Linked DNA regions of Rattus norvegicus: region 2 is linked to region 1. A link is a contact called in public Hi-C data. All regions are on one chromosome and are shown on one strand. The core of a region is the stretch at or near the end of the contact, and the rest is flanking DNA. Distances in the headings are between cores, read along the strand shown.

Region 1 (3,171 bases), core at 559-3,058:
TTGGACATGTGATCTTTCTCGTAAGCACAAGCCCAAGGTTCTTGCATGCTTTCTGGACTTTGCAGTGACAATAGCTCTGCATGGACCAACACTTTATCATTGTATTGTATCGCAGTAACCTTTGCAGAGTTAGGCCCAGGTCACCCCTGCAATTTTATTTCTTCCTTTCTTGACTCCTAAACTCTGCTAAAAAGTTGCAGCCTCAGGGACACCTGACTTTCTGATATGACGGACACAAAACCCTGCTAATTTGGAACACATGTTCTTCAGAGTTCACCTACAGTCTTAGGTCCCACATTTGCAAGCTCAGCATCTTCCGTGGAACACAGCCTAATTTTTCTTAAACTCCCTATTTTGCCTCTCCTTGAACTATAGTCCTTTGTAACAGTAATAAGGAAATGCGGTTATGGGTTTAATTGCCACGAGGCAATTGTCCCCCAGAGGACTTAGTAGAATTTTCTGCTCTGTATCTGAGGGCTGGACTCCATCAAGATGATCATTCATAAATAACTCAATTAGAATAATAACAACAATGCCTTTATTTTTATGACAGCGTTGCCTGTAGGGATCAAAGTGCACCAGAGAAGTCCTATCAAGTCTTTGTTCTAATACCCCAGTGGAATGGAATAAATATACATTTCAAAAGTTCTCCCGTAGATCCTTCGAGGTAGAGCAGTGTGGCAGAGGGTTTTCTCAACATCCCTGAGGACCCAGACAAAGTCTCTTGGGCAAGGGCATGGAAGAATGGGGGTGAGGTCTCCTATCACTGCAGGGCCTCAAACCACATTCTTTGTAAGGCAAGTAGCGTGCACAGCACAGCAGCCCCTCTTAGGATTGCAGAAGACGTTGGTGAAGGTGCTTGCAAAGCTCCGAAGGCCCTGGTGCTGTCTTCATCACCTCCCACAAGTGTTAAGAAAAGAAGGAGCTCCTCCGTGTTGTTGTCTAGCTGGCCCACGATCTGCAGAATGCATTTCGCACACTTTCTGAGTGACTGGATCCAAGTTACTTCTTGTATTCTTTAGTAATACAGGAGTAGTGGAAAGTTTACATTTGCAGCTCTTGATTTTAAAGCCTCCTATGAGATTGACAACACGTTTTGAGAAGATTAGGAAGCCAAAGGTCAAATGTCAAAGGTCTGCTTAAACTGCAAACCAAAAACTTACCCAACTAGTCTCAGTGGTTGCCTGCCTGCTTGCTTGTTTCCCTTCTCTGTGGTTTTACTGTGGACTCTAGAGTTGCAGAATGAATATAATGAATTTTGGGCAGATTTATTATTATTATTTTTTAGTAGAAGTAGGACAATCAGGAGTAAAATTACTTCTAATCTCCCCATTGGATTTGAAGCAGCTTTAGTGGCTGCCCTCCCTGGGGAGTAGACACAATTAACTACAGCATCTTAACACTATTGTTTGTTTTATTATGGTTAAAGATAACATGTCTTTACGCTCTTGGTTCAAGTATCAGTGTCCATGGCGGCTTGGGTATGATATTAGTCCCTAGCAGAGGAAACCTCTTCCACATGTAGGAGCTCAGAGTCGATAGGGACCTCTGCTTTTGACATCTTATGGGAGACAATGTGAAGTTAGGTAACGTATACATACTTGGGTTTTAAAAAAAATATTTAATTGTAGTTTCAAAATTCCTGTGTAAGTTTCTACTTTTCATTTCATCGTAAACCAAATTGCTACTTAGATACGTCCCTGGAACCCTCCTGGGAGGAATAATGACCGTGAGACTACCTTATCACCTCTTGTTATGCCTTAACCTTAATGAATGTTCAGCCAAAAACTGATCCAGGTAAACAGAAAGGAAAAAGTCAATCAATGCTAGCCTGTTTGTGAACTAGCAGTGGGGAAACGCCCATCCTTTAACAGAGCTGATAGCCTTGCCCCTGGGCCAAGGGAATATGTGCTCTATAGCTATTTCACTGGCACAAACGGGAAGGAGAAACACAAAACGTAGATGTCGTTGCCCAGTGTCCTCCATGGCTATCTTCTGTCTACTTAGGCTCTACTCCCATTTTCCTTTTTCAACAACTATTTCTTCGTTAAATTTGTAAGTTTTGCCTTACGACGCAGAGATTAAGATCTCAGAATCAAATTTAAAATAGCTTAATAAATAGTTTTTCCTTAAAAATATTTATGTTCCTTTTGGCTTGCACGTTCATGTGCCTGTGGTGCTGCTGAGGGCTGGTGCACAAGTGAGTGCAGGCACTGACAGAGTCCAAAAGAAAGGGTTAGCCTCCCTGGAGCTGATATGGGTGCTGAGATACTGACTCGGGTCCTGTGGAAGAGGAGCAACTGCTCTTAATTGCAGAGCCGGATCTCCAGCTCTTAATGAACATGGGTTTTCAATGGATAAAATGTCCACATGCTGTTCAGTGTTAACTGACACAAACAGCACAAACTTGGATAATAGCGGACAAATGAGACATTGTCTCAGGTAACAGCCCATCACTGAGAGAATTCAGGCCAGGAACCCAAGCAGGGTATGCACCTGGAGGCAGGAGCTGGGGCCGAAGCCATGGAGGAGTGTTGCTTACTGGCTTTCTTCCCGTGGCTTGCTCAGCCTGCTTTCTGAATAGTGCCCAAGACTGCCAGTCTAAGAGTGTCACCTCCCACTGTGGGCTGGACCAAATCAATCGTGAATCAATCAATCAAACAAACAAAACCAAAAATACACCATGGGCTTGCCTACAGGCCAATCTGGTTGGGACATTTTCTCAGTTCCCTCTTCCCAAAGCTATGTCTTTCGTCACGTTGACAAAAAAACTAATCCAGACAGACATGAAAAGGAACTTGGTTATGGTGAGAGTGTCAAGTGACTCAGCAGAGCATCAGGACATGAAAATGCAGCTGCAAAACATTAAATAAAATCCATCAAGCTCCTAATTTTTCCAGCCCAAAGACACACAGCCTTGTGTGTGGCAATAGCATTCAAGAAGAAGGACTTTGTTAATCATTGGAGAGAAAGCTTGTGTTATGGTAAAGGGAAGAAAATGGAAATGGAATGGAGTTATCCAAAGATGTCCCAGAAGACTATATTTTGAGCTTGATTTTGAAAATGTAATTATGTTATTATCTTTATATGTCAATATCATGTGGCACGAAAGGCCTTGGTGTATAAGAATCATGCTTAGGGTAGTATAGAGGCAACATTTCCTTCCTTCCC
Region 2 (3,530 bases), core at 704-3,203, 90 kb before region 1:
GGGGATGAGCCCACAGGCCTTTCTGTTCATTCATGGGCATCCCACAGGTAATGCTAACCTGGAGTGGATAATGAGCTAGTGAGTCCATGTCAGTGGAGTTGAGGTGTGAAGGGTTTTAAGATAACATCTGTGATGTTCTTCCAGACATACTCCTCAGTTCTTTAAAGATTGCTAAAGTGTTCTCAGCTGTTGAGTTGCAGAGGTCCAGTTTCTGGTCTATGGATAATGAGTGGGTGCTGGGCTATGCACATGTGTGTTTTGGGTTTCAAGAAGAGAAGTTAGGGGAAAAGAAAGAAAGAGTTGTAGGTCTGGCAGGAATTGAGAGGATGGATGATTTATGGATCGAGGAGGGGATAATCTTTCAATTACTCAAAAGTGTAGATTAGTGATTAATCCATAGATGAAAATCTGTCATTCTTTGAATTTTGGATTTCTTTTGCAGTTCAGCAGATCTCCTTTCCTTGTGCATTCTCAGGATTTGTAAAGAAGTGTCTTCATTAGAACTGCTGTCATGGAGTAGCAGACTGGCTGGCTCACAGACCACAAACTACTTCTTTCTCACAGTTCTGGAGGTGGTTAGTCCAGGATCAGAGCCCAGAGAGGGCCACCTTCTGGGTTGCTGATCCTTTCCTCCAGTGTCTCATCAGAAAACCCAACTGGGATCTCTCTTCAAGCCAATAATTTCATTTGTGAGGAACCTACCCTCCTGAATTAATTTGGTACCAAACGTGTTTCTTAATACCATCATGTTCAGGGTTAGGGTTTAAACAGGAATTTTGGTGACACACAAACTGTTCTGGTTAGTTTTCTGTTGCTGTAATTAAAGCCCATGACCAAAACAACGTGGGGAGGCAAGGGTTTATCTCACCTTCTGCTTCCAGGTAACAGTTCACCACTGAAGGTAGTCAAGGCAGTGAGCCATCAGGAACAAAAGCAGGAACTAATGGGGTATGACACCAACTGGCTTGCTTTTTTTTCTGGCTTCTGCTCAGTTAGCTTTCTTATCTAGCCTGCGTAGGAATGGTGCTGCCCAGAGTGGACTGGGCTCTCTAATATCAGTTAACAGTTAAGAAAATGCTTCACAGATAGGCACAGACCGGTGTGATAGAGATTGTCTCCAGTCGAGGTCTCCTCTTCCCAGGTGACTCTGTCAAGGTGACACAGACTAAGCAGTATACAAACATTTATTCTCTCAAACAAAGACCATGCCCATGATCGACACAGTTCTGCTTTTGCATTCATGAGCTTTGTAACTTTGGTCAAGTCCTTTATACTACATGTGCTTTGGTTCTTCTCTTTTATGAAGTAGGAGTTATAATGACTATTTTAGCATTTGTCAAATCATGTAAGTAAAGCATTCATTTAATAATAGCCATTTTAGTATATATGAAGGAATATGGCATAGAATATAGCATAGTCTATAGACTACCTGAGCATGGAGGGAAGGAATATGTGGATGTTTAAGCAAGTGCTCAATCACTGTGTTAGTAGCTATTGCCAGTGGTGTAAAACATCCTAAAGAGAGGAAGGGGTGGGGAAAAAAAGCAATGAGCCAGTCATACTCCTGTGTATGGGTCCCGGCTAGTAAGAACTTTGAAGGTAGGCATATACCTATAGCTATTCCTCTATGGTTTTGAAATACACTTAAATTAGAATTATGGTATCATTTCACGAGTTCTCAGATTTCCTAGAGTTTCCTTGATGCATCTAGGGATATTTTAGGGAGTAAAATAATTTTTGACACATGTTCGATAAAGAGTGTCCTGGCCAATACTTAGAACAAACTCATTACCCTGCCGTGGAACATGGAAGGTTCCTCGGTATCAAGATTAAGTCACCCACATTTGGAAGAGCTTCATTTACTTCTTAGATTGAGTTGGACAGAGTGTGGGTGATGTGACAAGGCTGGACGGCTGGTTAAAAGGAGCAAGCTGCTGGTTTTGAGACTCTCAGTCTGAAAGGTCCCGTGACCCTTAGTTGGATCAAAGCCTCAGACAGTTTAACTGGTTACATGAATTGTTTTGATTCCACAGCCATCTGACTCTTCAAGTCAGCCTTTTCTACTACTCCTTTTTGTGGCTTTCTGAAAATTAATTAAATGACCTCTAGAGGGAAGAAGTTAGTATTTATTGCTTAGAGCAATTTTACTTTTACTAAGAACAACTGGAAGTCAAAGGAGAAATGGTTAAAACATTGGCTTCTCCCCACCATGAGGTAATTTGGGATCAGTGTTTGACTTCAGTGACTCTGGTTGGTTGACTCCCCTTGGGCCTGAAGCTAAATTTGTGTGCCAGATTCCTGGGCAACTAGATGATCTTGCTCTCTGTGGCCAGTGGACTGTTCTCACTCACTTTGCACAGTACTTTAGATATTGTAGAGATTAGGAGGGAAATATCTTAAATTATATCTTACACTGATGCTATGTGCAGAAGAAACATTCTATGTGAAGGGCTTGGTGATAGTGTTTACAGTAGACCTAAAGGATCTAGTCAGAGCTCAGGAAGAGAGGTCATTCCACAGTTGTCTAATAGTTAAAGGGTAACTAGGCTGTGCACGTCAGAACATTGATCAGTTTGTTTAGATTCTGGTACATAAGTGCTGATGGTCTGTGGTGTGCCTTTTCTCTTGGAGAAGATACTGGCATTCAGTTGCCGTTCAGACGATACACAGAAATCTATTAAAACTGAGTTCCTAGAACACAGTGTATCCTCAAGTTTTCAACACTCAAATTGGATTGCTGCTGACAGCATTTGTAACATTTGTTACTGCATCTTCCCAATGCTCTTGAAGAGCTTTGTGTACACTTCCAGTGGAAGTTAATGTGATGCTACAATGAGAACATCCACATGGATCTTAAACACTGGCTGTGTTTTGTAGCTGCTCAGAGATGCTGCAGTGTCTCTTTTATTCCTGCCATGTGAAACATCATGTTTCAGGGTATGACCTGTAGTTATCATGTGCAATTTCGGTTCCATTTATAGGCTCCAAATAAGGGAAAAGCAGCTTATAGTAATATGAGGATCACTGGTCTTACAATAATTAAATAGACTTGTTATACGGCATTAATCCCATTTGGAACAGTTGGAATGACTTCTCAGTACTAACAAACACAGCATTAGGGCTCACAGTTAATCTGCTTTTTGTGTCCAACGTTCGTATAATATAAAACATGTGTATGGAGAAACATATTTCAGATTTAAGATGAGTTCATGGGAGGACAAAATGAAATCTCGTATTAGATTCGAGAAATATGAACACAGTTCCAAATACTGATAAAATCTGGAATTCATTTAGAATGGGAGTAGGTAGAAAAATATTTTTAGCAACTTGCAAGTTTTCTTCTTTGGTGAATACCCTGTTTGTATTCTTAGAATTGGATTTTGTGTGTGTGTGTGTGTGTGTGTGTGTGTGTGTGTGTGTGTATGTGTGTGTGTGTGTGTATGTGTGCGCGCGCGCTGAGATCCATGTCTTATAGATATATGAGACACATAAGCAATGTGAATAGAAACCTTTATGCAGCTATTAACACC

What was found. Hi-C and Micro-C count contacts between places; a contact is called where the count stands out from the background.
Region 2: a contact with region 1 is called in a Hi-C map of liver, with 1.6 times the contacts expected there. The contact joins two enhancer-like sites. A contact is called at or near these places in 3 of 12 Hi-C or Micro-C datasets (hepatocytes, kidney and liver) and 1 of 1 datasets of contacts at active chromatin or transcription factors (oligodendrocytes).

Annotation. Positions count from the first base shown.
Region 1 is chr5:101,909,453-101,912,623 of GRCr8, reverse strand. The region is part of intron 2 of Nfib (nuclear factor I/B); the gene reads left to right. Among named protein-coding and RNA genes, the nearest start is that of Nfib, 110 kb to the left of the region's middle. Within about 2 kb of position 1,808, at least 4 of the 93 cell types and tissues checked have an H3K27ac peak or open chromatin away from gene starts, as enhancers often do. A contact at or near this core is called in hepatocytes and liver, where this site is marked.
Region 2 is chr5:101,999,559-102,003,088 of GRCr8, reverse strand. All of the region lies in intron 2 of Nfib (nuclear factor I/B), which reads left to right. Among named protein-coding and RNA genes, the nearest start is that of Nfib, 19 kb to the left of the region's middle. Within about 2 kb of position 1,953, at least 6 of the 93 cell types and tissues checked have an H3K27ac peak or open chromatin away from gene starts, as enhancers often do. A contact at or near this core is called in hepatocytes and liver, where this site is marked.